Regions from separate parts of the Pan troglodytes genome. Here region 1 is linked to region 2. The links are chromatin contacts, called in public HiChIP or PLAC-seq maps. All regions are on one chromosome and are shown on one strand. The core of a region is the stretch at or near the end of the contact, and the rest is flanking DNA. Distances in the headings are between cores, read along the strand shown. Region 1 holds the start of COMP (cartilage oligomeric matrix protein). Region 2 holds the start of TMEM59L (transmembrane protein 59 like).

Region 1 (7,576 bases), core at 2,077-4,576, 180 kb before region 2:
AAGTAGTAATGGCCAGGCGCGGTGGCTCACGCCTGTAATCCCAGCACTTTGGGAGGCTGAGGCAGGTGGATCACCTGAGGTCAGAAGTTCGAGACCAACCTGGCCAACATGGTGAAACCCCGTCTCTACTAAAAATATAAAAAAATTAGCTGGGCGTGGTGGCAGGTGCCGGTAATCCCAGCTACTCAGGAGACTGAAGCAGGGGAATCACTTGAACTCAGGAGGCAGAGGTTGCAGTGAGCCGAGATTGCACCATCGCACTCCAGCTGGGCGATAAAAGTGAGACTCCATCTCAAAAAAAAAAAAAAAAGAATAGTAATGAACACGAATCATAGGGATGCTGTCCCGGCTCACCAAACCCTCCAACCTAACCTTTCTACACCAGTCCAGGCCCCTGGGTGGGAGCCCTTCAGGCTCGGAGGGACAGAGCAAACCACAGACACTCACAGTCCCGAGGATCAGGGCTAGGCTGGAAGGTTATCCGGAGAATATCAGCAGGGAAGGCTTCCTGGAGGAGGGGACATTATAGCTGGACCTTGAAGGATGGAGGAGTTTGTACGAGGTGGGGGGAACAGCAGGTACAAAGGCCCAGAATGACACCTACAGTGAGTTATTCTGTAATCTGAGGCAAGTGTGCTGTGCACAGGAGGAGGGGACTGCTGCCTAGAAGGGGGATTTCAGGGCTGGCGAGATCCAGGAGGCAGGAGTGTGACCCCAGACATCCCCTTTCCGGGCCTCTGTTGTCCGATCTTGGGACACCCTCAGGAACTCCACCTTTGTAGTTCCCTCCGCCTGGAATGCCCTTCCCTGCAACTCCCCGTGGCCCAGCCATGGATAAGGCCACGTGTGTCCAAGCCCCAGCACTGTGACCAGCCTGTGGCAGGGGCCTGGCTTCCATGTGCTCCTGTCCTAGCTGTGTGCAGCATATGCCAGCCCCCAGGCCCCACTGGAGCTGTGGTTTTCCCGAGAATTCCAGTGCTGCCGGGAGCGGCCCCCAGGTGTGCTGAAGGCCAAGGAAAACAGGAGGTGAGCTCATGGCCCCAATGTAGGCAGCAGGCAGGGCAGGCACTATTGAGGACAGGCTTCATTGGAAATGCTCTGGCTGGGACCAGCTGCTTCCACCAACACTCCATTTACAGGCCTGTCTCTCTTCACGCACTCTCTGTGGCTCCCCATTACCCTCGGGAGACCACTGGAGCCCCACACCACCAGCACTGCCCTTTCACACACAGCCTCATCTCCTGCTTCTCACTGAGCCCCAAGAGCTTGTCACCTTGAGGTCAGTCCATCCAACGGGCCAGGTTGGTTCCTGCCTCAGGGCCTTTGCCTATGCTGTTTCCTCTACCTGGAATGACTTTCTGCTACCTCTGCCTGGCTGTGTCCTCCTCATCATCCAGTCCTCAGCTTGGTGGTCCCTCCTCCTCCAGAAGCCCACCCTGACCCATCCCCTTTCAAACAGATCAATTTCCTGGGGGCTCCTACCATTGTCTGTGTGTCCCGTCACAGCCATGAGCCCACTGGGCTCCCCATTTGAAGGAGAGACTGGGTCTGACTTCTTCACCCTGTGTGTCCATCTCCCAGCACAGGAGACATGACACACAACAGTCCTTGATGTTTGTGAAATAATTAATGTGTCTAGAAATGTCCCCACCTCCAAGCTTCACATGTTTCCCTCCACCAAAACTGCCCTCACCTTTTCCCTCTGCTGATCCAAGTCCTCCTTTTCTTTTATGTCTGTCTCCTTGCTACCTCCTCCAGGAAGCCCTCGGTGACTTCTCTGTAGGCTCTCCAGAAAAGATATCTGGCTCTGAGTCTAGATTCACCCCTGCCCTCGGGCAGTGGCCTTAGGCCAGTCACTTTTTCTCTCTGGGCCTCAGTTTCTCTGTCTATAGAATAGAGGCTGTGAGTACTGGAAGGTGGGAGTGGAGAGTGTTAACTGATTCCAGGAGGTTAAGGGGTTTTGTAACTCCAGAGTGTGGCTGGCCAGTTAGTGGTAACTTTTATTTTTATTACAGGCTGTTCCCACAGCAGCTGGAGCACAGTTTGGAAGGTATGGCACAGCCTGGACAAACAGAAGCCCCGGACCTCCCCTTGCTAGAGCCCTTTAACTTGCTCCCCTCCAGATGGGGGCCTCACACCCCATTGCACAGATTGGAAAACCAAGTGGGCCTGTCCCCTTGGACAGGGGTTGGGGCAAGATCCTGAACGCTGTCCCCTCCTCCACCAGCCGAGGGACCACGGGGAGGGGAGGGAACACCAGCAATGAGTTGGGTTGGGGGGAGTCATTTGCAGCCCTCCAGCGTTGGGGCCAGAAGCGGCCTCCTTGGACAGAGGCAGGAAAATTGAGAGTCCCCGGTCTCAACTGCCCCTCCCCTATTTTCCATTCATCATCATAATCATCATTACTATTAATCATTAATTAATAATTATTAACTTATTACCTCCATTGTGTAAGGGAGGAATTACGCCCGGGTAATTTTTGTACTTTTAGTAGAGATGGGGTTTCACCATGTTAGCCAGGCTGGTCTCGAACTCCTGACCTCAGGTGATCTGCCCGCCTTGGCTTCCCAAAGTGCTGGGATTACAGGTGTGAGCCACCGCACCCGGCAATTTACCCAGTTTTGAAGCACTTCAGGAGGAGTGGAGGGCCAGTCAGTCTGATCCATAGTGGGTGGACCTATTTTTTCAGACACTGGTGACTCTGTTTCCCCAAGTGTGAGCTGAGAGCGTGGCCATGGAGCCTGCCTTGTTTGGAACTCAGGTTTGGCATACAGCAAGCACTCAATCAATCAATCAATCAATGAGCTGAATGCTATGGCTGGATCCTGTAATCCCAGTTATGTGGGGAGTATCGCTTGAGGCCGGGAGTTTGAGACTACTAGCCTGCACGACATAGCCAGACCCGGTCTCTAAAAATAAAAATAAAAATAAAAATAAATTAGCTGGACTTGGTGGTGCACGCTTGTAGTCCCAGCTACATGGGAGACTGAAGCAAGAGGATGCGATACAGCCACACCCCGTCACACACACACACACACACACACACACACACACAGACGCACACACACAGTGAATGAAAGTGGGGGCAGTACCCCCTGACTCCCTGCCCCACCAGCTCTCTCCACAGACCCCGGGACTCAGTTTCCCCACCATGTCGAATTCAGCCGCGGGCGACTTCGCGGGGCATTCCGGGCGGGGACTTGAACGCAGGGGCCAGCGCCATCTGTTTACCTTGAGGCTGGACGTTGGGCAGGGCTGTGGTGGGCCGTCCCTGGGGCCGGCCGTGCCTTGGGGATAAATAGGCCCCGCGGGCCTCGTGGGCGGTAGAAAGCGAGCAGCCACCCAGCTCCCCGCCACCGCCATGGTCCCCGACACCGCCTGCGTTCTTCTGCTCACCCTGGCTGCCCTCGGCGCGTCCGGACAGGGCCAGAGCCCGTTGGGTAAGCCGCGTTAGCACCCGCGCCGTGCCCACGGCCCCACAACGGACTGTAGGACCCGTGAGAGGCCCGGGATCCAGGCTGTTTGGGGCTCACGGACTGTTCGTAGGGGACGTGCCGGGCGCAGAAAGCAGGTGGCGGGACCGAGACTAGAGGAGCGCAGTGGGGCGTCGGAGGTCCGGGTTCGCTGCGACGGTGGGAGTTGGTGGTGGGATTCCCCGGCCCCATGACGCCTCACCAGGTCCCCTGCCGCCGCAGGCTCAGACCTGGGCCCGCAGATGCTTCGGGAACTGCAGGAAACCAACGCGGCGCTGCAGGACGTGCGGGAGCTGCTGCGGCAGCAGGTGCGGGGCCCGGGTGCGGGGCAGGGAGTGCCAGGGAACGGAAGGGGGTCTCAGTTCCCAGCGAGGAGAGAGGAAGTACCCGAGAAGGTGGAGAGGAGATGGGGAGGGAAGGGGGTCGGCGGGTAGGGAGTCCTTGGCGAAAAGAGGCTGTAGAAAGGGACCCCGGGGTAGAGAGAGGGGAGACCCGAGGGATGAGGAGAGTTTGGGACCCCGCTGATTCCATCCCACCCCTGCAGGTCAGGGAGATCACGTTCCTGAAAAACACGGTGATGGAGTGTGACGCGTGCGGTGAGCGCGGCGGGGCGGTCGGGAGAGAGAAGAGACGGGAGACGGAGACACAGAGACAGAGACAGAGAGCCAGGGAAAGCTGGGGAGGAAAAGAGACGGAAGGAGATGGAGGCTGACGGAGAGGTGGAGAGACGAACGGGAATGGGATGGGGGGTGTAGAAACAGAGACAAAAACAGACAGAAGCGGTGCGAGAGTTTTGGGGAAGTGAGAGACGCCACGGGGCAGAAAAGCGGGACAGAGACTCAGAGAGAGACCGGGGAGACCCTGCGGTCAGAGCGCGCAGCCTCTGGGGCGGGATCGCGGACAGCGCAGGATTTCGGGCCGCCCCGGGGCGGGGGGTGGGGGGGAAGGGGAAGCCTCCAGCCCCGGGGCGTGGCCATGATAGACTCTGCCCCCGGGCGAGCCACCGATCAGCCCCGCCGCGTCTCCCCCCTCCCCCCCGCAGGGATGCAGCAGTCAGTACGCACCGGCCTACCCAGCGTGCGGCCCCTGCTCCACTGCGCGCCCGGTTTCTGCTTCCCCGGCGTGGCCTGCATCCAGACGGAGAGCGGCGCGCGCTGCGGCCCCTGCCCCGCGGGCTTCACGGGCAACGGCTCGCACTGCACCGACGTCAACGAGGTGCGCTAGCCCCGACACTCCACCGCCCTGACGACTCCCTCTACCGCCCCCCAATCTCTCGCCGCCCGGGAGACCCCTTCCTCCACTGGGAGTGTTCGCCCCGAAGAGCCTCTCACCTCCGGGGGCGCACGGCCAGACTACCTCCTTACCGCGGGGGGACGCCCAACCCAAGGACCATCCCCGTCACCACCCGGGACGCCCGCCCCGACAACCCCCTCCATAGCTAGTGACGCCCGCCCCGAGGACTCCCTCACCGCCAGGGGTGGTCCGCCCCAGCTACCCTCCTCGCCGCAGGGGATCGCCAGTCCCAACGACCCTTCCACAGCCAGGGAACGCACGCCCAGACCCCCCGCCACCGCCGGGCACGCACGCCCCGACGACCCCTGCCCCCCTCTGCTGGGGATGCCCGCCCTCATCCTTCCTCCCCTCGCCCATGAGGGAACAGCTCTCCTCTCCTCTCCCGGTTGCGCCCTTGCCGTCATCAAGGCAAAGTCGTGCCTGACCCCTGCGACAATTGCTTCCATCTCACGTGGCGAAGAGCTCCAAGCACTGGCATATGGCCCTTGAACTTTCCACATCCGAGACACTACGAGGTGCGGCCCCCAGGGCCCAGCTCGAAGCCCTCTGACCCTCTGTGGCCCCTCCTCCCCCAGTGCAACGCCCACCCCTGCTTCCCCCGAGTCCGCTGTATCAACACCAGCCCGGGGTTCCGCTGCGAGGCTTGCCCGCCGGGGTACAGCGGCCCCACCCACGAGGGCGTGGGGCTGGCTTTCGCCAAGGCCAACAAGCAGGTGAGGGGTGTGGGGGCCCCATTTTTGGAGCAGAAGGGAAGGGGGCGTCCATTTTGTTTACCAGTAAACTCCTCTTCCAGCCTCCTTCCAGCGGGAGGGGTGGGGAGAGGAGGGGTCCGCTGCGCCAGGGCTGATCGGTTTGGGGCAGGATGGAGGGGAGAGGCAGGATGCGGAGGAAGTGTGGAGGAGGTGGGAGGTCCGGAGGTGTCTGCGTGGGGTGGTGACCTCTGAGTTCCCCTCCCCTAGGTTTGCACGGACATCAACGAGTGTGAGACCGGGCAACATAACTGCGTCCCCAACTCCGTGTGCATCAACACCCGGGTAAGGCCCGCTGGGGAGGAAGAAAGGATCGCGGGAGGTGGGGCGAGCGGCGGGCGGCCTGCGCTGACCTCCGGCGGCTCCGGCGCAGGGCTCCTTCCAGTGCGGCCCCTGCCAGCCCGGCTTCGTGGGCGACCAGGAGTCCGGCTGCCAGCGGCGCGCACAGCGCTTCTGCCCCGACGGCTCGCCCAGCGAGTGCCACGAGCATGCAGACTGCGTCCTAGAGCGCGATGGCTCGCGGTCGTGCGTGGTGAGTGCGGGCGGGCTGGGCTTGAGGCGGGGTTGGGTGGCGGCCACTCCAGGGCACCCACTTACACTCTCCCACAGTGTGCCGTTGGCTGGGCCGGCAACGGGATCCTCTGTGGTCGCGACACTGACCTAGACGGCTTCCCGGACGAGAAGCTGCGCTGCCCGGAGCGCCAGTGCCGTAAGGTGGGTGGGGGCGGAGCGGGGCGGGCCCGGGCAGGAGGGAGGGCGGGACTTCATGACCGCGCCCCTCACACCTTCTGTGCCCGCCCCCAGGACAACTGCGTGACTGTGCCCAACTCAGGGCAGGAGGATGTGGACCGCGATGGCATCGGAGACGCCTGCGATCCGGATGCCGACGGGGACGGGGTCCCCAATGAAAAGGTAGATCTACGGCTCGGCAAGGTGGTTCACTCCTGTAATCCCAGCACTTTGGGAGGCCGAGGCGGGCGGATCACGAGGTCAAGAGATGGAGACCATCCTGGCCATCATGGTGAAACCCCTCCTCTACCAAAAATACAAAAATTAGCGGGGCGTGGTGGTGCACGCCTGTAATCCCAGCTACTCAGGAGGCTGAGGCAGGAGAATCGCTTGAACCCGGGAGGCAGAGGTTGCAGTGAGCCGAGATCGCGCCACTGCACTCCAGCCTAGCGACAGAGCAAGACTCTGTCTCAAAAAAAAGAAAGAAAGAAAGAAAGAAAGAAAGAAAGAAAGAAAGAAAGAAAGAAAGAAAAAGAAAAAGAAAAAAGAAAAGACAGAGCTGTGAGCGGGGCCTAGGGAAGTGGGATGGGGCGTGGCTTGGATGAGGGGCGTGGCCTCCGTGGTCTAGGAGGGGCGAAAGGTTCCTCGCGGAGGAGACGCGTCCTCGGAGATTTGGGAATCTGAGGAGTGTGACCTTTGCCTTCTCGACCTGATCTCACCCTTAACCCACCCTGTCATCCAGGACAACTGCCCGCTGGTGCGGAACCCAGACCAGCGCAACACGGACGAGGACAAGTGGGGCGATGCGTGCGACAACTGCCGGTCCCAGAAGAACGACGACCAAAAGGACACAGACCAGGACGGCCGGGGCGATGCGTGCGACGACGACATCGACGGCGACCGTGAGCTCGATGGGGGTTGGGGGGCGAGGAGAGGCGGCGGGCACCGAAGGGCGGGATTCGGCTCCGGGGCGGGGCTTGGCTGGTTTTGGAAGCCGGATGGGGTAAGCGGACTAGGGCGCCCTGGACCAAAGACCATGGTGGGGCGCCAGAAAAATGCAAGCTGGGCTGCAAGGCCAGGAAAAACGCAGGGATATTTGGAAGGGAAGGTGGTCCCTGTGTCAATGCCGCAGGCAGGAATTAAGAGGACAAGAGATTCGAGCCTGGGGTTTAGGACCTGGGAGGTGACAACTTTACAGATGGGGACATAGGGGCTCAGGGTGGCACACACGGGCACCCAGCTGAGCCACCCTGGGAGTGAGAGCCCGTCCCCCTCACTAGCCTTCCCTTGGATGGGACCATTCATTCTTAAAGTTCCTGTGGGCCAGACGGG
Region 2 (7,290 bases), core at 2,044-4,543:
TCTCACCTGAAACACCACCACCTTCCCATTGTCAGTCTGCAAGTAGTATGTCCAGGTGGAGGAGACAAATCCCTGGGCTGAGTTGACGAGGTCATTGCAGAGGGTGGAAAACAAGTCCAAGAGGGAGAGGGCCCCACTTGGAGCCTCCAGGACCTTTCTCTGGTGAATAAAGGTCCAAGACACAAAGATGGCACCGAAATAGGGCATTAACCAATGAATGGGAGGGGGCAGGATGTGGTGGCTCACGCCTGTAATCCTAACACTTTGGAAGGCTGAGGCAGGCCGATCACTTGAGGCCAGAAGTTTGAGACCAGCCTGGACAACATCGTGAAACCCTGTCTCTACTAAAAATACAAAAATTAGCCAGGCATGATGGCGCACACCTGGAATCTCAGCTACTCCAGAGGCTGAGGCAGGAGATTTGCTTGAACCCAGGAGGCAGAGGTTGCAGTGAGCCAAGATCACACCACTGAACTCTAGCCTGGGTGAAAGAGTGAGACTCCATCTCAAATAAATAAATGAATAAATAAACTAACAGGAGAGGAGCTAGGAGAATTCACTTGGATTGGATGTGGCTAAGTGATTTGGGCCAATAGGACTTCTTATAGTGAACACAGATCTCAGCGTGGCAGTTGGCTTCCTGTGTACCCTTAGGGAAGTGGATTGTGCTCTCTGAGCCCTAAAATGGGTATCGTTCTCTTCCTTCATGGAGTAGCCATGAAATTTCAACTAGAGGATGCCTGCCAAGTGCCTGGCACGGCACAGGCACTTAATGCGTAGTAGTCCGTATTACTAAAAATATCATCATCCTCATTATTCTTATTTTGACAGCGTCAAGACGGAGGTCTGATGGCCGGCCATGGTGGCTCATGCCTGTAATCCCAGCACTTTGGGAGGCCGACGTGGGAAGATCACTTGAGGTCAGGAGTTCAAGATCAGCCTGGCCAACATGATGAAACCCTGTCTCTCCTAAAAATACAAAAATTAGCCGATTGTAGTGGTGGGTGCCTGTAATCTCACCTACAAAGGAGGCTGAGGCAGGAGAACCACTTGAACCCAGGAGGCGGAGGCTGCAGTGAGCCAAGATTGCACCATTGCACTCCAGGCTGGGCAATAGAGCAAGACTTCATCTCAATAAATAAATAAATAAATAAATAAGAGGGAGCTCTGAATTGGAAGGGCTGACAGTGCAGTGAGCTTTTCTGAACAGCAGTGAAAGCTGGGAAGGGGTGGAGGAAAATGGGGGAAGTGGGGAAAGGGCTTTCTGGGGAGTCCCAGCCCCTAGGTCTCTGGCTATGCTACATGATTTTCTGTGCCTCAGTTTCCCCTGATGCAGCATTGCTTGGACTACAATAGATGAACCATTATTATTTCTCCCATAAGGCAGTGTGTGCGTGCTTGCGAGGCAAGCCTGCTCTACCCTGAGCCACAGTTCTGAGCCCCTCCAGGTGACAGTGACCACCAGCTCATCACAGGGGAAGGGCTTAGACCAGCACCTGGCAGCTCTGGGGGCGCCTAAGAGGAGTGAGGTGAGGAGTGGCCACAGCTCTGGTGGCTTCAAATCTCGCTCCTTGCACAGCCCTGTGTATGACCTGGGAGGTTGCCCCTTGGGCACTAAATGAGGGTGACATTGTCCCTTGTGCCTCCAAGTGACACAAAAACATTTGGGACAGTTTGAAGTCAGGCCCGAACCAGGACAGATGTTTGATAAATGATGGCTGTTTTCTGCCACTTATTCCTGAAAAGGTGGTGGGGCATGGGGGGCATTGTTGCATGTAACTAAGGCTGGAGACATGACGGGGCTGGATGGAGGTTGCCCTGCAGGCCTGGTATAGAAGGCAGAGTCTGGCAGAGCCTCTGCACGTGAATGAAGATTTCCCACGGGGTGAAGCGGGTGGGGGTATTGGGAAAAGGGACCCCAGGCCGCAGTGGGAGGCCCACCTTCTGCTCCGGCTCAGGCTCCGTGGGCTGGCTCCAGCAGCCATGGCTACAGGCCTGCTGCTCTGCCTCCTTCACATAGGCTTCCACGCAGGCTGTGGGAGGTGGGAGTGGGTGACTGGGGACGGCCCTTCCCAGGCCTACTCTCCCCACCCTGGCCCACCCTGCCGGCGAGCCCTCACCTGCTTCACACTCAGTTTGGGTGGCATTGGGCTTGGAGCTTCTGGCCACAAATCGGCAGATGGAGAAGAGGCGGCAGCCACGCTCGCAAGCGCTGATCAGAACGGCTCTGTCATAGGGAGACTCGGAGGCGCCCTCCAGCCCCGCCTGGGGGAGGGGAGGACAGGGAGCTCAGGCCATGGGGAGGGGCAGGAGGAGGGTGGGGGGACCGGAGCATTCAGCAGAGGCAGGGAAAGGCTTCCCCGCTCCCCACCACATCTAGCCAGATGGAGATGAAGTTGGGAGAGGCTACAAATATTAGTGGGGGCTCTTAGCTCTGAGGAGGGAGATGGGGAGGGAGCTTGAGAAGAGAAATGGACAGTGAAGGTGGAGAGAAATGAGCCTTCCCCCCACTAGGTTCCAGGGAGGAGGGGAGACATGGAGAAGGATTCTCAGACCTGGAGGAGGAGGGGGAGGCTCAGAGGAGGGGGTTTTGGTCACACGCAGATCAGGCTTGAATCCTGGGGAGTGGTGGTATGAGTAGGGGCTGGTAGCTCTGAGTGGGGAGGGAACACGATGTGGAGGAGGAGGAATGAGGTGGGGGGACCATCAGGCCTGAGGGAGCTGGGGGTTGGGTGCTAGAGGGTCCTTACCCAGCAGAGTGTGGAGGGAGCCCGGGAGGTGGTATCGGCCCCTTATCGCAAGGACCTGCATCCCCAAGCACTCCCCCATCAGAGGGAACCCCAGCCCGTCACCTACTGGAGAGATCTCCCCATTCCCGACCCCCACCTCCCCACGGACACCCCCACCAAAGTCTCCTGCTGTCATACAAGAGAAGCCCATCCCAACGCCTCCTCCATCGGAGAGATCCCGCGTCCCCCGCTGGCACCTGGCACCGCACGCGCCTCACCTGCGAGGGCCGCGGGCCGAGGTCGCGGTCGCGGCACCGCAGCTGGCAGTTCTGCGTGTCCCCGAGCTGGGGGGCGAAGGGATCGCGGGCGGACGGCACGGAGGCGGCGGGCGGCGACGCCAACAGCAGCAGCAGCAGCAGCGGCGGCGGTGGCATCAACGCCACCGCAGCCATGGCCGGGCGGAACGCGGGGGGCGCGGGGGACTCCAGCTCAGGCCGGGCACGGAGGATGCAGCGGCTGCGGCGGGGACCGGGGCGCTGACGTCACCCGAGCGAGGCAGCCTGGGAAGCGGGGGGTGGGAGATGCGGAGAGCGGGCGGGGTAGCTGCGCTGCGGCACCCGAGGCGTGCGGGTCGGGCGGGGCAGGTGCATCGCGGCCCCCACCGTCTATCCCACCGCGGGGGTCCCAGGACACCTCTCTGGTGCCCACGGGCGGGGGATCTCTGCTGTCGCTTGGGGCCAAAAGGAAATATATAGGGGGATGCGATGGAGGGGACTATTCGCCAGGGGTGTCGAGGAGAGCGGAGAGCTTGGCGGAGGAGGCGACGTGTGAGCCGACCACGCGGGAGAGAGGAGAAAGGGATGTCCAGGCTACAAGGGTCAGCGAGGATCCTGAGGGGAAGAGCTTGTTGCAGGAGGAGGGAGGGCGATGGGGCTGGAGTCCAACCAGGGAACGGAGAGGGAGGAAGGTGAGAGCCGCAGGACCCGGCAGCTGAGTCCTGGCATCTTCTCTTTTGACACCCAGGTTAGAAAGGAGACAACTTGCGCGCAGTTTGCCTCCTCCGGGAAGCCCTCTGAGCCCCTCCCTTGCTCCTTCAGCCTCGCCTCCCTCTGGCCCAGCCCTGATCCACTGACCTAGGGAATCTGGCCCTGTCTCCTCAAGGCTGGAGACCCCTGGGCTGGGGCTTAGTGGGAGGGGACACAGAGGTACGCTCAGGAGCAAGGGGAGGGGGTGATGCTAAAATGTCTAATTCTCATGGGAAAACGGGGCAAATAGCGACACTTCTGACTTCCATAACCATCACACCCCAGGGCGATGGACTGTAGCCCCAGGAGCCGAATCTCGGTTAGAGGGTACCCCCAGCTTCCTCTCCGCCAGATAAGGGAGTGGGGACGCCCCTCTAAACCCGGATCCTCTGCAAAGATGCCCCCGCTTTCGCTGGCATGCCTGGCGCAGGTGCCTGCAGCGCCGCTCAGCAGCCCGCAGGTCCCCCACCTACGCTCCGCCCCCGCAGACGGGGCGGCAGCCTCGCAGGGTCTGCGGGTCAGAGGGCGGCTCAGGTTCCGGCCTGGGAAGAGGGTGTCCCGGGTGGGGGCCTGGCGCACCCCCTCCTCTGGCCTGCGGCCGCGCTTTCATCTCAGCGGCCCCCGGCCGGCCCCCACGTGGCTTAATCAGGCGCGGCTGTGCCTGGCGGACCCCGAACATCTGGATCCCGGTGCGGCCCCTCCCCCGCCCCGCCCCGCCCCTCCCCTCCCCTCCCATGCTAGGTCGCTGCGACCCGGCGGCGAGGGCCTCCAGCCCGCAGTTTGCGCCAGAATCCAGCAGGAGAATTCCGCTTCTAACCCACCCGCGCGCCAGGCCCGCACCTTGGGAAACAGCCCTGTGCGTTATGACCAATACTGTCCCCCATTTCACAGGTGGGAAACTTAGGCTCCGGGACGCGTTGGCAAAGTCAGGATTCAAGCCCACACATGTTAATTCCAGAGGCCCGCGCGCGCCTAACCCCTCCACAATTACTGTCTTTCATTCATTCCAACGAAACACTTTTTCTTGCAACAACCGTATAAGACAGGTACCGGTAGCGTTGCCCTTTTATATGGGTGAGGAAACTGATGCTCAGACTGCAAAGTGGTTCTGTCCAGGTGACAGGGAGAGAAGCAAAGAAAAGCTGGCAGAGCCCTGCCAATGATGGGAGGTGACCTTTGGGCATTGCTTAAAACGCATCAGGGAGGAGGGACACCCCGCGCCCTTTTGCAGAAGGAGAAACTGAGGCTGGAGGAGTGGGTCGATCACCCAGGTCGCCTGAGGGGAGAAGGGAAAGAGGTTGATTGCCGCCCACCCAGCCCCCTTTCCGCTGCACTAGGCCGCTGGGGGGGGCGAGCGGAAAGAGGACTTGACCCCAGCCCCCAAGGTGAGCCCCCGCGCCCCTCCTGCTGTTCCCGGGGGAGCCGGTCCAGGTGAGGGGCGGGAGGGCCGGCGGGCGGCCAGGGTCGGGTTTCAGGAAATCCGCCGACATTCCTTCGGGGCTTAAGAGGGAAAGTTGACTCGGCGCCGCCCTCGCCCCCCCCCCACTTCCTACCCCCCGGGGCGGCCTGGCGGGGGGCGGCAGGCGGGGGGCGCTGAGGCCGGCCTGGGCGTGAATCAGCGGCAGGCCAGGCGTCCGGGAAGCCACAGCAGCCGAGGTCAAGGCGGGCAGCGGACAAGCACCCTTTGTCCCTTGCCGCCCTCACCACGACCCTGCTGACCCCCACCTCCAAGCAGGGTACAGGCTAGGGAGGAGGCAGAGCACCATGGCGCCGGTGGTGGTTGCTGAGGGTTGTTGGGGGAGGAAGGAGGGATGTGGCTGCCCCCCTAAAGCAGCTGGTGTCTCCTGGGACCCAGACTTCAGAGGCTTCTCAAGGTACAGATGGGCAGGGAAACTGGCCTCCCTGGGGCAGGCCTGCAACTTCCCAGGCAGGTCCCCTAGGCAGGTCTGCAACTCCCCAGGTCCCGCCTCCAGTGCCTGAAGTCCAGTGTGCATTACACTGAGCACCCAGGCATTGCTTCTCCCCAGGCTCAGCCTCCAGGGCAGAAATTATAAAGCCTAGGTACACACGGGCCCCACTTTCCTGTACCACAGACCCTGAACCAGGTGTCCAGACCCTCACTGCCCCTTAATTCCTGAAAGCACCTGCCTGGAACACCAGGTAGCTAATCCCATACTGGGGGGCCCTGAGCACGGGGCTTTCAGAATGGGAGAGGCAGCTCTCAGCCTTCCTCACTCCCAGTGGTTGTGGGTCCCCACAGGACCCTGAAGGTGCCATTTCCACTGCCCCCTCCCTGGTGCACCCTCAGGGCCCTGGAATCACGAGGGAGCTGGGGATGGAGGCCCCCCCGCAACCTAATACCTCTCATCCAGAGGTGACCTTGGAGTGGAGGGTGCAGGACTAAGGAGGGGTCCCTCCCCCAGCCCAAGGGGAGGCCCTCCCTCTGCCCAAGGGGAGGCCCTCCCTCCTTCTGCCCCTTACACATTCCCAGCCAACTTCAAGGACTTGGGTCAATATTTGCCAGAAGTTCCATTGACGCTAGCTCCCTTTTGTCCTCAAGGAGATAATGGAACTGGGGAGGAAAGGGTTAAACTTCTGGGGGCCCTAAGGGCCGGGAAGGATGCACTCTGGGGTCAATTCCCTTTCCCTGAAGTCAAAGGTGTGGGGTAAAGATCACCCAAGGGCAGAAGTCACACTCCAGGGTGGGGCTGGGCAGGATTGGAAAATGGTCCTTCCCCTTCTGTTGGTAAGAACAAGAGAGGGATGTCTACTGGCTAGGGTCACACAGCAAGACAGAGAGTGTGGGCCAGGCTAGGACCCCAGGCAGCATGACTTGCTAGGACTGAGTTTTCTTGCTACTTGGAGGGAGTAAGAGTTCTCCATCCTTTACTTTTACAAATATTTAGTGAGTGCTTCGCTTTCAGCCCTCACTGGGCCCACCACTGGGGTCCAAAGGGGCTGAGGCTGCCCACAGTCTAAAGAAAATCAGTTGCACAAGAAATGAAATGGTTGGAAGAGTTGTGTTTCAAAAACAATAAAACAAAGTGAAGGAGAGGGAGAGTGCTGGGGGAAGGGTGGAGGGCCTCTCTGAGGAGGTGGCACTAATCCTGTGACGTGATGGAAGAGAAAGGGCCAACTGGGGAAGATGTGGGGAACAGCATTCCAGCAGAGGGAACAGCCAACACGCAGAGGCCCTTCGATAGTAACAAGCCTGGTATGTTTGGGGAAACAGGGCTCCAGTGGCTGGGGCGGAATGAGGGAGAGGAGGGGGAAGAGGAGAGGGAAGAAGAGGAGGGGAGAGGATGGCGAGAGGGTGGCAGGACAAAGATCTGCTTTTTCTTCTTTTAAAAGCTCCCTCTGCCTGGTGTGCCGAGAAAGGCAGAAGGGTTATCAGGCAGGCCCTGGAGGAGGCCGGGAAGCATCCCTGAGGGAGACCATGGGGCCTGGATCTGAATGGGGTGGGAAGAAGGGGTCAGCGTCTCAGAATGGAGATGTGTTTTGGAATCAGAGCCAACAGGATTTGCTGATAAATTGGA

Evidence for each region. HiChIP or PLAC-seq counts read pairs in DNA pulled down with a chosen protein or histone mark.
Region 1: an H3K4me3 HiChIP or PLAC-seq map of stem cell-derived excitatory neurons shows a contact between it and region 2, with 4 times the contacts expected there. The contact joins the promoter of COMP here to the promoter of TMEM59L in region 2. A contact is called at or near these places in 1 of 7 Hi-C or Micro-C datasets (induced pluripotent stem cells) and 1 of 1 datasets of contacts at active chromatin or transcription factors (stem cell-derived excitatory neurons).

Annotation. Positions count from the first base shown.
Region 1 is chr20:21,440,438-21,448,013 of NHGRI_mPanTro3-v2.0_pri, reverse strand. COMP (cartilage oligomeric matrix protein) reads left to right here and starts at 3,326. Exons shown (of 19, transcript NM_001098565.1): 1 at 3,326-3,440; 2 at 3,696-3,781; 3 at 4,018-4,069; 4 at 4,516-4,688; 5 at 5,342-5,479; 6 at 5,726-5,800; 7 at 5,889-6,047; 8 at 6,125-6,229; 9 at 6,320-6,427; 10 at 6,987-7,146. The coding sequence starts at 3,362.
Region 2 is chr20:21,260,345-21,267,634 of NHGRI_mPanTro3-v2.0_pri, reverse strand. TMEM59L (transmembrane protein 59 like) reads right to left here and starts at 3,293. Exons shown (of 7, transcript XM_016935537.4): 1 at 3,008-3,293; 2 at 2,121-2,265; 3 at 1,942-2,033. The coding sequence starts at 3,181.